2 separate regions of the Mus musculus genome follow, and region 1 is linked to region 2. The links are chromatin contacts, called in public HiChIP or PLAC-seq maps. All regions are on one chromosome and are shown on one strand. Each heading gives the region's core, a stretch centred on a gene start, on an enhancer-like site or on the middle of the called end of the contact. The rest is flanking DNA. Distances are from core to core; before and after follow the strand shown.

Evidence for each region. HiChIP or PLAC-seq counts read pairs in DNA pulled down with a chosen protein or histone mark.
Region 1: a FOXA1 HiChIP or PLAC-seq map of pancreatic cancer cells shows a contact between it and region 2. The contact joins two enhancer-like sites. A contact is called at or near these places in 2 of 115 datasets of contacts at active chromatin or transcription factors (embryonic stem cells and pancreatic cancer cells).

Annotation. Positions count from the first base shown.
Region 1 is chr10:26,111,411-26,118,587 of GRCm38.p6, forward strand. No RefSeq gene overlaps it. Among named protein-coding and RNA genes, the nearest start is that of Tmem200a, 36 kb to the left of the region's middle. Within about 2 kb of position 3,106, at least 26 of the 459 cell types and tissues checked have an H3K27ac peak or open chromatin away from gene starts, as enhancers often do. A contact at or near this core is called in pancreatic cancer cells, where this site is marked.
Region 2 is chr10:25,783,047-25,789,699 of GRCm38.p6, forward strand. It overlaps 4930401C15Rik (RIKEN cDNA 4930401C15 gene), which reads right to left. Exons shown (of 5, transcript NR_045349.1): 3 at 5,655-5,806; 4 at 2,388-2,591. Among named protein-coding and RNA genes, the nearest start is that of 4930401C15Rik, 51 kb to the right of the region's middle. Within about 2 kb of position 5,130, at least 35 of the 459 cell types and tissues checked have an H3K27ac peak or open chromatin away from gene starts, as enhancers often do. A contact at or near this core is called in pancreatic cancer cells, where this site is marked.

The DNA.
Region 1 (7,177 bases), core at 1,856-4,355, 330 kb after region 2:
ACAGTTCCTCAGAAAATTGGGCATAATATCGCCTGAGGACTCAACAATACCACTCCTGGAAGAAGTTCCAAAATGAAATAAGGACACATGCTCCACTATGTTCATAGCAACCATATTTATAATACCCAGAAGCTGGACACAACCCAGATGTCCCTCAACAGAGGTATGGATACAAAAATGTGGTACATTTACACAATGGAGTACTAGTCAGCTATTAAAAAGAATGAATTTATGAAATTCCTAGGCAAATGGACGACCTGGAGGGTATCATCCTGAGTGAGGTAACCCAATCACAAAAGAACTCACATGATATGTACTCACTGATAAGTGGATATTAGCCCAGAAAATAAGAATACCCAAGATATAAGATACAATTTGCTAAACACATGAAACTCAAGAAGAATAAAGACTGAAGTGTGGACACTATGCACCTCCTTAGAATTGGGAACAGAACACCCATGGAAGGAGTTACAGAGACAAAGTTTGGAGCTGAGACGAAAGAATGGACCATCTAGAGACTGCCACACCTGGGGATCCATCCCATAATCAGCCTTCAAACGCTGACACCATTGCATAGGCCAGCAAGATTTTGCTGAAAGGACCCTGATATAGCTGTCTCTTGTGAGGCTATGCCGGTGCCTGGCAGAAGTGGATGCTCACAGTCAGCTATTGGATGGAACACAGGGTCCCCAATGGAGGAGCTAGAGAAAGTACCCAAGGAGCTAAAGGGGTCTGCAATCCTATAGGTAGAACAACAATATGAACTAACCAGTACCTCCAGAGCTCATGTCTCTAGCTGCATATGGAGCAGAAGATGGCCTAGTTGGCCATCACTGGGAAGAGAGGCCCCTTGGTCTTGCAAACTTTATATGCCTCAGTACAGGGGAACGCCAGGGCCAAGAAGTGGGAGTGGGTGGGTAGAAGAGTGGGGGTAAGGTATGGGTGACTTTTGGGATAGCATTTGAAATATAAATGAAGAAAATACCTAATAAACAAAATAAGGAAAAAATGTGGTTCATTTACACAATGAAATACTACTCAGCTATTAAAAATAATGACTTCATGAAATTCGTAGGCAAATGGATAGAACTTGAAAATATCATTTTGAGTGATGTAACCCAGTTACAAAAGAACACACATGGTATGCATTCACTGATAAGTGAATATTAGCCCAAAAGTTTGGAATACCCAAGATACAATTCATAGACCATATGAAGAAGGAAGACCAAAGTATGGGTGTTTCAATACTTCTTAGAAGGGGAAACAAAATATTCACAGGAGGAAATACGGAGACAAAGGGTAGAGCAGAGACTGAAGGAAAGGCCATCCAGACACTGCCCCACTCGGGGATCCATCCTATATATAGTAGTCAAACCCGGATGCTATTGCGGATGCAGGGAAGTGCTTGCTGACAGGAGCCTGATATAGCTGTTTTCTGAGAGGCTCTTCCAGAGCCTCACAAATACAGAGATGATGCTTGCAGCCAACCATTGGACTGAGCTCAGGGTCCATGGGGGTCCATGGCAACAGAGTCAAATTGCCAGACCCCTGGAGCTTCTGGGGACTAGACCACCAACCAAAGAGTACACATGGAGGGACCCATGGCTCCAGCCACATATGTGGCAGAGGATGGCCTTGTTGGACATCATTGGGAGAAGCAGCCCTTGGTCCTGTGTGGGTTTGATGCCCCAGTGTAGGGAAATGCCAGGGCAAAAAGGACGGAGTGGGTGGGTGGGTAGAGGAGCACCCTCATGGAGGCAGGGGAAGAGGGGATGGGATAGGGCATTTCCAGAGGGGAGACATGGAAAGGGAATAACATTTGAAATGTAAAAATAGAAAATATTCAATAAAAAAGTTCAGGAAAAAAAAGAAACGAAAAATCAGTTTTATATGAATGAGCATTATGTCGACTCAGTAGGTTATTTGTTTGTTTGTTTGTGCGTGCGTGCGTGCGTGCGTGCGTGTGTGTGTGTGACAATAATAACTGAAGAAGACAAGAACTTGAATTTGAGAAAGAATATGTAGTAATGGGACAAGCTGGAGGGTGTAAACATGGGCTGCTCTTCCAAAAGACCAGGGTTCAATTCCCACTCCCTCATGGCAGCTCACAACTGTCTGTAACTCCAGTTTCAGTGGATCCAACACCCTCTCACAGACATAAACGTAAGCAAAATACCACTGCAGATAAAATACAATTAAATAAATTATATTATAAGAGAATTAAATACATAGTGAATCTGAGATGTCTCTAGCAGCTCTGACCCATGTTGAAGGTATGAATTTCCACAGCTTTTCTTCAGAATAGACAAGATGCACCATACATGTACTTCTGACACACAACACCAGCAAACACTGTCTGAAACACTTTGGCTCAGATTGGATACTGTTGGATGTTATGGACTGCTATGCTCTTACAGTACATTCAAAGTTTGCTATTCCTGTTAAAAAAAATGGTTTAATTATAGAAAACAAAGACCGCCATCCCACAGCACACACCAAATTAGTGTGTCTCTAAATTTCATTGTGTTGAAATGTTAGGTTATAAAAGTTTCCAGTCAGCAAGGTCTAGACATAGAAGCCCTCTCTCAAAAACAAAAAGTTTCTCATTGAGTTACTGATGTCGATTTCATTTTTAAAATGTTAGGTAAATTTTAACTTGTTATTGAGACACAAATGGAACTAAACATACTTCTAGTTTTTTGTACTGTATCTTGGCATTAAGTTACCAAATCCAAATACCAGTCAACTTTGAACAGCATAGAAGATGCTCTATGTCCTGTAGCATTAAACACTCAGTCAGGATTTAATTTTTTACATACAAGAAGCACGTCCATTCCATTGATAAATAAATATGCTCTCTTCTTTAATAAATGGTAAAGTTCCCTGGCATGTCAAAAAACTATTGTAATATGAAAGTATTATCATTTATTGTCACAAATGATGTATGCAACCTATTATCTACGTATGTATCAAGACGGCTGAAAGATTTCTCTGATGAATAGGATTTGCCAGCAGCAAGGGCTTTGGAAACCCTGTGGAGAAGAGTATGATGGAGAGAAGATGAAGCACTCATCCCTCCATGTGTCACCACCACGAACACTTCCGTGACACTCTGCATCCTCCATGACTAAGCCTGTTTTTACCTGACTCATGGAACAGGAACTCAGACTAGGCCTGATATTGATTTAAAATAATAAATAAATGTGGTATTTCCTGCCACCACATTGCAGGCTGAGTCACACCTGCTGCATGATGCTGGCTGTGACTCAAGCCTGTGTGTGGTACATATGGTGCTTTATTGGAACCCATCTTTCTTCCGTTCATAATCTCTCATGGTCCCTCTCTTCAAGGTGCAATTTTAAAGGAATTAGAAATGAGCTGCTCGAAATTCTGTGTGAAATTAGACTCGGCTTCCAATAGAATTGCTAATTGCACCAAGTCTTAAGCAGTTTAATTGCTTTTAGTAACTCACAGATGAGGCACAGGTATAGAGAAGAATGGTTACATCCTGCAGTGTCACTAATTCGTGCACGGATTAAAAGACAAACTGTATAGTCTTACTGAGGAGACTATACTTTTGATATAGTCCAGAACTCAGGTCGTCATGCAGATAGGGAAAACATGAGTCTTTTTTTATTATTATTATATTTACTTTCTATCTTACATCTGTGTGAAAGCCCACTGCTTCTGTTTTAATATTATAGTAAAATATATTTAATGCTAAAGATTCTGGAAAGATTCAGGTCGCAATCAATACAAAGTCACAGAGGGCTTGCTTTCTTGCTCTAAGCAAATGCTGACTCTAGATCTTTCATCCTTTACACACACACACACACACACACACACACACACACACACACAAACAAACACTAACACTGGATTGGTCTCCATGTGCTGCAAACGAAGAAACTTCTTTGGTAATGGATGAGAGCTACACTTACCTATGGATATAAGAGTAAATATTTTAAGTGCAGTTAGGAGTTCTGCTGGTTTAAGAAAACACCAGCAGTGGGTTCTCTTCTAGTTCCATGGTCTCACTGGCTCCATGGTTGCCTCAGTTTACCAGGCATTGATTCCTTCCTAAGGAGCAGCTTCAAAGTCTCATAAGAACGTTAGTTACTCCCAAGCTATAAAGGCTACTATTGAACCCTAGTTACTCCCAAGATATAAAGGCTACTATTGAACCCTGAAGGTAACAACATCCTCTGCTGGCCACTGCTGTGGTTCATGTTTTTCTCCTTTGTTAGATTGCATATCACCTTTGGATATTATAAAAACTCGTCCTCAGTGAAGAGGTGTCCATGTTAGCTCCAGTCTTACTTCTCCAAGTCTTGTATCAATAGGGTCTTACCTTCAAATTCTAGGAGACAACCAAGGACAATGGCAGTAGCCTGTATTGTCTTGGGAGTCTCTTAGTTTCCCCTGAACAGCAGCAACTCTAAAGAACTCTCCCAGGCCTAACTCAGTGCCTCTCTTTTCCTCTTTATAGAAAACCCTGTTCTAAAAACATCTATCCATCCTCACAGCCTCATCTCTCATTCTCTCCTTAGTCAACTTGACAGCCTAGCCCCACCCAAATCATTTGAGTCATTTACAGTTGTCCTCCATGGTATCAAACTCATTCATGGCTGACTTCACCACTGTCTTAGTGTTCAACACACTGGGGGTTCCTTCTGCCACAGTCTACTTGTATGGGTCTCCAATCACCTCAGTTGCTCTTTGGTCTCTGTTCAGCACTTTTTCTGGTTATTCTTGGGTGTTGTGCAGCCCAGAACACTATCTCTGACTTTACCTTACCGTTTTGTTCCAGACATGCATATGAATGGTTCTTCTCACACTTCCACCTGAGTACACACACACACACACCACACACCTAGCATTTCCAAAAGACAACACCCACTTCCCCTCAGTGTTATCCAATCTTTCTCTCCTCAGTAAGGAGTCAAAAGACACCCTTCTACAAACCTGGCCACCCAGAAGCCATGTGGGTAACAACTCATTCCTTCCCTCCCACTTCAAATCCTTGCCAATCCTACTGTGAGATGGCTAAGCCTGCTGTCACCTCTGCCACCTACATCATTATAGTGCTGGTTGTGCTTGGATTAATCTTGTAGCCTCTTAACTGATCTCTTTCTTATACTTTTTCATTTTTTTATTGTTTAGTTTTTCGAGACAAAGTTTCTCTGTGTAGCCCTGGATGTCCTGCAACTTTATACTACTATATGAGCAGTTCTCAACCTTCCTAATGCTGTGACCCTTTAATACAGTTCTTCATGTTTGTGGTGACCCCCCAACCATGAAATTATTTCATTGCTCCTCCATAACTTTAATTTTGCTACTGTTATGAACTGTAGTGTAAATATTGGGTATGTGAGGTAACTGATATTTGACTCCTCTGAAAGGGTCATTTGACCCCAAAAGAGGTTGCTACCCATGAGTAGAGAACGGCTGTTCTATGTTCTTATAGACAATTCCAAATGACAGTCAGAGATCCTGTTAAATATGCATTAAGCCATGTCACATTAGTTACCATATGGAACCTCTGTTTTCTTCTTCTCAACACCTCTATCCTTGACCACTCTTGCCCCAACTTAACCTGTTGCTTGTTTCCTTGTCCATTAAAGTATACTATCACCTTCTTCAGTCTAGGTCTTACTGTTTTCTTGCCTGGAATAATTAACACCTAGTCATTGTTGGGGTTATTCTACTTTGATGTCTAGATATTGTCCCTAAGCCACCTAAGAGAGGACATAACTCACTCAAGACATACATATAAATACATATATGCACAAACAAAATATACATGTACCTTTATTTAATTTTGTTTTTACCATTTTAAAAGCTAATTAGTAAACCATTTTGGTGCATAGTAAAACTTACTACAAGTTGCATGCTTACTTTATCCTAAGATTTCAAAAAAGGGTTTCTATGATATCTTATTTAAGAAATCTTATCTTCTGTCTATAAACTGATATTGTCTTCTCCTTTACAATTATTGTATGCCTTATTTGCCTTTCTGATTTATTGATTTCAATAGAATATGTTCAACTGTGTTGACAGTGAGCAAGGACAGCAAACCTCTTGGTTATAACAGGAACAGCTCTAGTATGGCATCAGGTATGGTGCTGTCTTTGCTTTGGGTTCCATTCACATCTTACTTTTCTGTTCACAAATTTAATGTGTCAATATTGATTTAATTAACATTAAAGCCAATGTTAATATTCTGGATTTGGCTTCACACTCCTTCAATGTGTAACTATGGCTAGCATTAGTTTCAAATCCCTGTGACTCCAGTTTGTAATCTAAAAGTAACTTCATTTTCCGATTTCTAGAAGCAGAGAAAGTGGAGGTGATTTGACTGTGTGTATGTAGTCTTGCAGGGAAGGGCTTGAGCATGCTAGTGTTCACATGCTGATGGTAGAGAAGAGCCTTAGGGGCAGGTCCTTGCCATCCACCTTGTTTAAGACAGGATCTCCTTGATGCTCACCTCCTTGTACTTCCTAAGATCTGTACTCCAGGGACCTCATGAAATTCAGGCACTTCCAGGAGTTCCTTTGTCATTGTCTCCCAATTCCTTGTAGGACTGTTGGATTATAGATGTGCTACATTGTATGCGGTTTTATGAGGGCTCAAGGCATTCCAGCTGAGGTCTTTGTAATTTCACAGAAGGTATTAAGCCATTGATTCATATCCCTATTCCTAGAGGTGGTTTTGGTATATATATATATGCATATGCCTTTTCATTTTAATAAAAATAAGTTCCATGTGCATTTTAAGAGTTTAATTTTTTCAATTGTGTGTGTGTGTGCATGTGAGTACATGTATGAGGAGTTGGAGCCTCAGGAGATGAGAGTATAGACAGTTGTGAGCCTATTGACACTATTGCTGGGACTTGAACTTGGGTCCTTTGGAAAAAAACAGCATGAATGTTTAACTGCTGAGCCACCTGCACAGCCCCAGTATTGCTTTCCACTTATAAGCCTCTCTCTGGAATTTACCTCAAATCTAGATAGCAACCTGTTTTCCTCTGGGAGAACCTAACTTTCTAGGTAGCTATCCTGCAATGATTAGCTTCTCTGCTCTTATTACAGTCATGGCACATTTTCCTTCTTTGGGGCTTTTTAGCTTCATACTATTTCCCTTCTGGACCTCATGCTGGTGTGTTCTTTACTGAAAA
Region 2 (6,653 bases), core at 3,880-6,379:
CACGTTCTGACTCAGGAGAGGCGACACCCCAAAATCACCCACAAGAAACGGGTCTTGCTGCAAATTGCAAGAGGATTTTTATTCAAGAGCGCTCTCGGGCCCATGGTCATACACCACGCAGGGGTAGAGGACCGTGGTGCCCCGAGTAGCTGGGTAAGGGGGTATTTAAAGGAAGAAACCGAAACTCAAGGAAGTGGGGAGGGCGTTGTTGGAAGATACCAAAGATACCAGTTAAGAGTCACAAGGAAGTGTAAAGTTACAAGAGTCACAAGGAATACCTGGTAATTGTTAACTCTCAAGATAGCTTCTAAGAGCCCCTAACAATAGCACATTTGCATTGCAGGTTCTGGGTGACTTTCTTTGAATGAGCACTCTTTGAACCCAGGAAGCGGGTGGGTGGAGGAAAGTCGCTATGTGTTTTATGATTAGCATACCTTTACAAAGGCCACATTCCCAAGCCTGGGCCTAAAGGCCTAGAATTCTGTTTTTACGTTGTTATACTTTCATTAACACACACTTAACTATGTGTTCAAATAAAATGCTTTTATAAAATAATTGAGTAAATCAGGCTTGTTATTAGTATCCATTTTCTTAAAATATGTTACATAAGAATGTTGCACATAATTCTGAAACTTTCTAGGTAAAAATTAAGACTCAAACCTGCATATTTAGTGACAGTGTCTTTAAAGATATGTAAAAGAAGGCTAGGAATGCAGCTCATGGTACTCAGAGCACTTGTCTAGTGCAGTGGTCAGTACCGAGTGTCTGCTCTACAGGATTTGGAATCATTTACAAGGATTTTTTTCCTGATTAGGTCAACTGAGGTGGGAAGACCCATTAGAAACATGAGCTGCCCCATTCCATGTGCTGGGCTCCTGGACTCTGCAAAAGGACAAAGCTCGCTCTCTCTCTCTCTCTCTCTCTCTCTCTCTCTCTCTCTCTCTCTCTCTCTCTCTCTCTCTCTCTCCTCCCTCTGCCTCATCAGTGCGTCTGTGTCCTTCCCCACCCCCACCCCCCTCTGCAGGTGGTACGGCTTTTATCAGGGATAAGTCAGAGCTGTTACAAATGTTGCTGATGAATCTGGTGTGCATGGAGCCCTGTGTTTGATCCCCAGCTTCACAAAAATGGTCTATGTGCAGTTAAAGCCAGTCAGATAGAATGGAATTCCCTCCTAGGGAGGAATACACAGGCTACTTAGATAAATACCTATGTAAGAAAGCTGGGATCTTCAATATCTTGATAATGCATCTTATCTGTGGAGTTCCTTCTTTCCCCCAGCTTAGTTTTGAAGAGCCCCTGCTTAAACTTTAGGGCCCACCTGAGCCTACATATCCCAGAACAATTTCCAGTGGCACTTTTGAGAACTGCTACATGAAAAGCCAGCTTCTATTTCCTTCTATGTCTAATTTTCTGTGAATCTTGATTTTCTGTCAGTTATCATTTCAGCCTGAGCTACAGAAAGGGCTTGGTTCTTAACTCATTTCACCCAAAAATGATTACATTAGTGTGAAATTATTGGCTTGGCATTACAGCAAAGGTGTGGAAGTATATGTATGTATATGTATATACATATATATATATATATATACACATATTATATACATATAGGTAAATATGTGCACCTGTATGTATATATTTTCACACCTTTACCATAATGTCAAGCCAATAATTTTATACTGTATTCATATGTACATATACACACACACATATATATGCAAACTTTAGAGAGTTAAATAGAAATAAATAGGCCAATAACCCTTATCAAACAATTTACTATATATATATATATATATATATATATATATATATATATATGTATGTGTGTATAACATACATGTATCATATATATATATAATAACTTACTACTATATATATGTGTTGCTATTGACCTATTATTTCTACATAGCTCTCTAGAGTTTACATTTTTATTTCTTGAACCTGTCTATGGCTTCCAGTCAGACACACACATCAGTGGCTCAGCAGGACAGGACTTAGTGATTTGTTGCAGTGAGGTAAGAACATACACTGAGGGCAAGTGTTGGTGGCTCAGTAAAATAGTATTCGAGTGTGTTAGGATGTGAGTTTGTGCTGGAACAGTTCAGGGAAGTGGAGCTCCCCCTGGACTGGGCCCTGTGAGGATGTGGATTCTGCCACTTGGGGTCTTTAATAACCCTATGTGGATGGTAGAGGCATGAAATCACCCTGCATGTATAACTGGCAGGGAAGCAGAACTCCCCTCAGCCAGGAGAAGGCAGGTTCAGGGATTTTGGTGGTTTCAGCAGACTTGTTGTTTTGTTCAAGTTCAGACATGGCATAGAATTGGTCTAAATTTGTCAGGATCCATCCATGTCCCAGTGTTAGCAGGTGCAAGTGGTCTGTGAAGTTACCTTCAGTCGAATGCTGTAACCCCTGGATGTGCCTGTAGGCTCGATCCTGGTGGATGGACCTCGCTATTTCTCTTAGCATCCTCAGCCAGATGTAAGAGTCCTTCAGGACCACCACCTTGCTTCGTGGGTATCAGCAAGCACTACCAGATGCTGGGTTTTCCGTTCTCTCTGCTCAGCTTGCCCTTGAGGGTGTTTTTTTTTCTTCTAAATAAACAAACATAATATTAAAAGACACAAGTCTAATTTTAAACTTGCTTAAGAAATAATTATCCATTAGTGAAGAATGTTCCCTCAGTTCCAAATATACTATTTTTTGGTTGTCTCAATTAGCATAATTTATCAACACTAAAAATAATTTCTGAAACAAAAATCTGCTGAAAATAGAAGTAAACAGAGTGCACTTCCTCCTCATTTTAGAAATCAACCTCTCTTTGTTTCGTGACCAAACCTTTAAACAGCTATAATGAAACACTGCCACTGATTTGAATTCGAAATCATTTTCTGATTACTGCCCATTAACCATTTGAAGCTCCCACCAGGGAAAGCACAGTGCAGACATGGTAAGTATTTCCCCAATACCAGTTTGCAAATGTGGCATGTTTGTACGATTAGCCTTGGAAAGATTTATTATACAACCCTCAAACCACCTTGGTTATGACAGTGACCATTGCTTATTCCATGTGCGTTTGAACCTCATTGTGAAGAGAGGTCACCAGAAAATGGGGACTTTTGTTGTCAGGAAGATGACTCAAGGTTTTGATGACAAAGGTCTTTCGTTCTCCAACAATTATCAGTCAAAACTCTGAGTTTTAAATCTGAGCTAGGGTTGGTGCTGCACGCTGGATGTCAGTGGAGTTGAGAATCGAGCACAGAAGAGTAACCTCATGACAGAGCAGAGAAAATGAACGTGGGTCGCATACACAGATTCATGGCTGTCTTATTTATTGTATACAGGAGTCCTCTGGATGGAGGGAACTTATTTCCATGAAAGCATGGGATAGTTGTACCCGAAATAAACCACACTTCAAGAAGAGACACTCTGCATCTAACGAGATGATCATGTGGTTTTTGTCTTTGAGTTTGTTTATATAATGGATTACATTGATGGATTTTCATATATTAAACCATCCCTGCATCCCTGGAATAAAACTTACTTGGTCAGGATGGATGATTGCTTTAATGTGTTCTTGGATTCAGTTAGCGAGAATTTTATTGAGTATTCTTGCATCGATATTCATAAGGGAAATTGATCTGAAGTTCTCTATCTTTGTTGGATCTTTCTGTGGTTTAGGTATCAGAGTAATTGTGGCTTCATAGAATGAGTTGGGTAGAGTTCCCTCTACTTCTATTTTGTGGAATAGTTTGTGCAGAACTGGAATTAGATCTTCTTTGCAGGTCTGGTAGAGCTCTGCATTAAACCCATCTGGTCCTGGGCTTTTTTTGGCTGGGAGTCTATTAATGACTGCTTCTATTTCTTTAGGGGATATGGGACTGTTTAGATCATTAACTTGATCCTGATTTAACTTTGGTACCTGGTATCTGTCTAGAAATTTGTTCATTTCGTCCAGGTTTTCTAGTTTTGTTGAGTATAGCCTTTTGTAGAAGGATCTGATGGTGTTTTGGATTTCTTCAGGATCTGTTGTTATGTCTCCCTTTTCATTTCTGATTTTGTTAATTAGAATGTTGCTCCTGTGCCCTCTAGTGAGTCTGGCTAAGGGTTTATCTATCTTGTTGATTTTCTCAAAGAACCAACTCCTCCCATAATTAGCCTCCAAACGATGACACCATTGCATACACTAGCAAGTGTTTGTTGCAAGGACCGTGATATAGCTGTCTCTTGTGAAACTAGGCCGGGGCCTAGCAAATACAGAAGTGGATGCTCACAGTCAACGATTGGATGGATCACAGGGCCCCCAATGGAGGAGCTAGAGAAAGTATCCAAGGAGCTAAAGAGATCTGCAACCCTGTAGGTGCAACATTATGAACTAACCAGTACCCCGGAGCTCTTGACTCTAGCTGCATATGTATCAAAAGATGGCCTAGTTGGCCATCACTGGAAAGAGAGGCCCATTGGACAGGCAAACTTTATATGCCCCAGTACAGGGGAACGCCAGGGTCAAAAAATGGGAATGGGTGGGTAGGGAAGTGGGGGGCGGGGGAGGGTGTGGGGGACTTTTGGGATAGCGTTGGAAATGTAATTGAGGAAAATACGTAATAAAAAAAATATTTAAAAAAAAAAAAGAAGAGATATTCCTTGGAAAGTGACTTCCATGTTGGAAAAGGGGTAGGTGAGACACACTGGGGGATGAAGGAGATGCGGATGACTGAAGAATGTGGTGGATCATAGCAGAGCATGGACTAGAAATAGGAAATGGACCCAATGTAAGAAAGGCTTCTATCTTAAGTTGGGTTCTCTCGAACCAGATGCTGAGACGATTTGTGGCCAGGTGTTTACGGTTTGTGCTTCCAAGACTAGAGCCTATAAGGAGAGGAGGGTGTTTAGCTGGAACTGCTTTCAATAAAGGCCTTTGTGTACTGTACAGACTGATGGGGGCTTCTGCCCCTCCACTCTCGGGGCCAGGACTCTGAGAGTCTACCTGAGAGACTCAGCTATAAGACCAGCAGCTCATACTCTGTTCCTCGAACTGGAAAGGGAAACTTTGGGCTGTTGCAGGTACCTTGATGTCTGCCCTGTGTATGGCCAGAGGTCAGTGACTCAGAGGGTGAATGTGCAACAAGGCAGGCAGCTGGGCTTGTGGCCAGGGGACATGGCATGGAGGCTGGGGGTTTGAAGGTTTTCTTAGGAATGAACTCTGGTGGAGAAACTGGGTAAGCTGAACCACACCGGTCTGTGTGAGGTGTCCTCTTTTAGAGCAGCTCAGTTATCTTATCAGCCACTCTCTAGGATACTCATTCCAACACTCCTGGTTGTCTTTGGAAACAGAAAACAGGCAATAGTATAAACGAATGAATGTATACGTCTGTGGCCTAGGAAAATCCTTGCCCCTTTTAAGAGTGTCCAAGTACTAATGTTTACAAAAGCTCTCTATGATTATATTATATTTCACTGACTGTTTCTCAGTCAGTACTTGAATGTAATATTCCCACCTAAGAATGACACTTCTTTAATTCCACAAACCATGTTCCTGTGTCAGGCCACCACAAGGGATGCCAGCTGCAAAGGGTTACATTCTCTTTCATATGTGACTATATTCTGTATATCTAAATCACTAAACTCACCTATAAAGTGACATTTTAAATATTTACCAGAAAGACCAAGTGGATTTAGGAAAACTGCATGCTGTCTGGGTGAATCGGATGACAGGAGTATGCACTTAGTGTTTAGATGTCCAGTCTGATCTCCACCGTGAATCACTCTGGCTCTACTTCTCCGCCCAGTATCTGATCCTGAGAAGATCCTGAGAAGCAGCGGAAATGACTCTCGGTCAGATCCTTTCACTGGAAAGATGAATCATGCTAATTCATAAAATACCACTCTGAGCTCTGGCCTGACAGTTTAATAGCTTTTTCCTTTAGTCAGTTGGTGTAAGAATCTAATTTTGAGCCTATTCATTTATCCTAAAAGGTCAATGTAATTTCCTGAGAGGCCCCGTGGTCCTGCTTCTAACACAGCACTAATGCTAGCACCAAGTTGTGAAAAGATAAAGCTCGCAGATGTCTCTCTTGCTGACTACTGAACATCTGTTCAGATCCACAGGTACAAAGTCTTCACCTGAGCGTCACGTGAGCCCTTTGTTCTTATATCACAATTAAACTATATGCCGTGTCTTCCCTGTCCTCTAGAAACTCTCTTTCATTTGGTCTGCCACACTTGCTTTGATCATGTCCCCCATCAATGCATCCAAATAGCCTACAGTTGTTCACCTGAGGCTAACCCCCAGATAGACCTCCCAGGGTACTCTTCTCATGATAACCTGTGAGGCTTCCACTCAGCCAAGTTGACATTTTTCCCTAGCTAGGACTTGCACATCTATGCACACCTGCACACCTTGTACTCTGTATTGCATCAAAAGGTCATCACCTGTCCTGAGGAAAGCCTTTCAAACGGAAAACATTATGAAGAACAATGGTACAAGAGGCAGTGTTTCCAACTGGAGGCTTGGTAGGAGGAGTGTCTAAAAGAGACTGTTGCAGTTCTTCCTAGTTCTTTCTTTTATACTGTTGAAAATAGGGTGAATCATTTCCTTGATGTGAAAAGGCTTGCTGGAATTATATGCTTCGATGAACTCTGGTATTACATTGTTT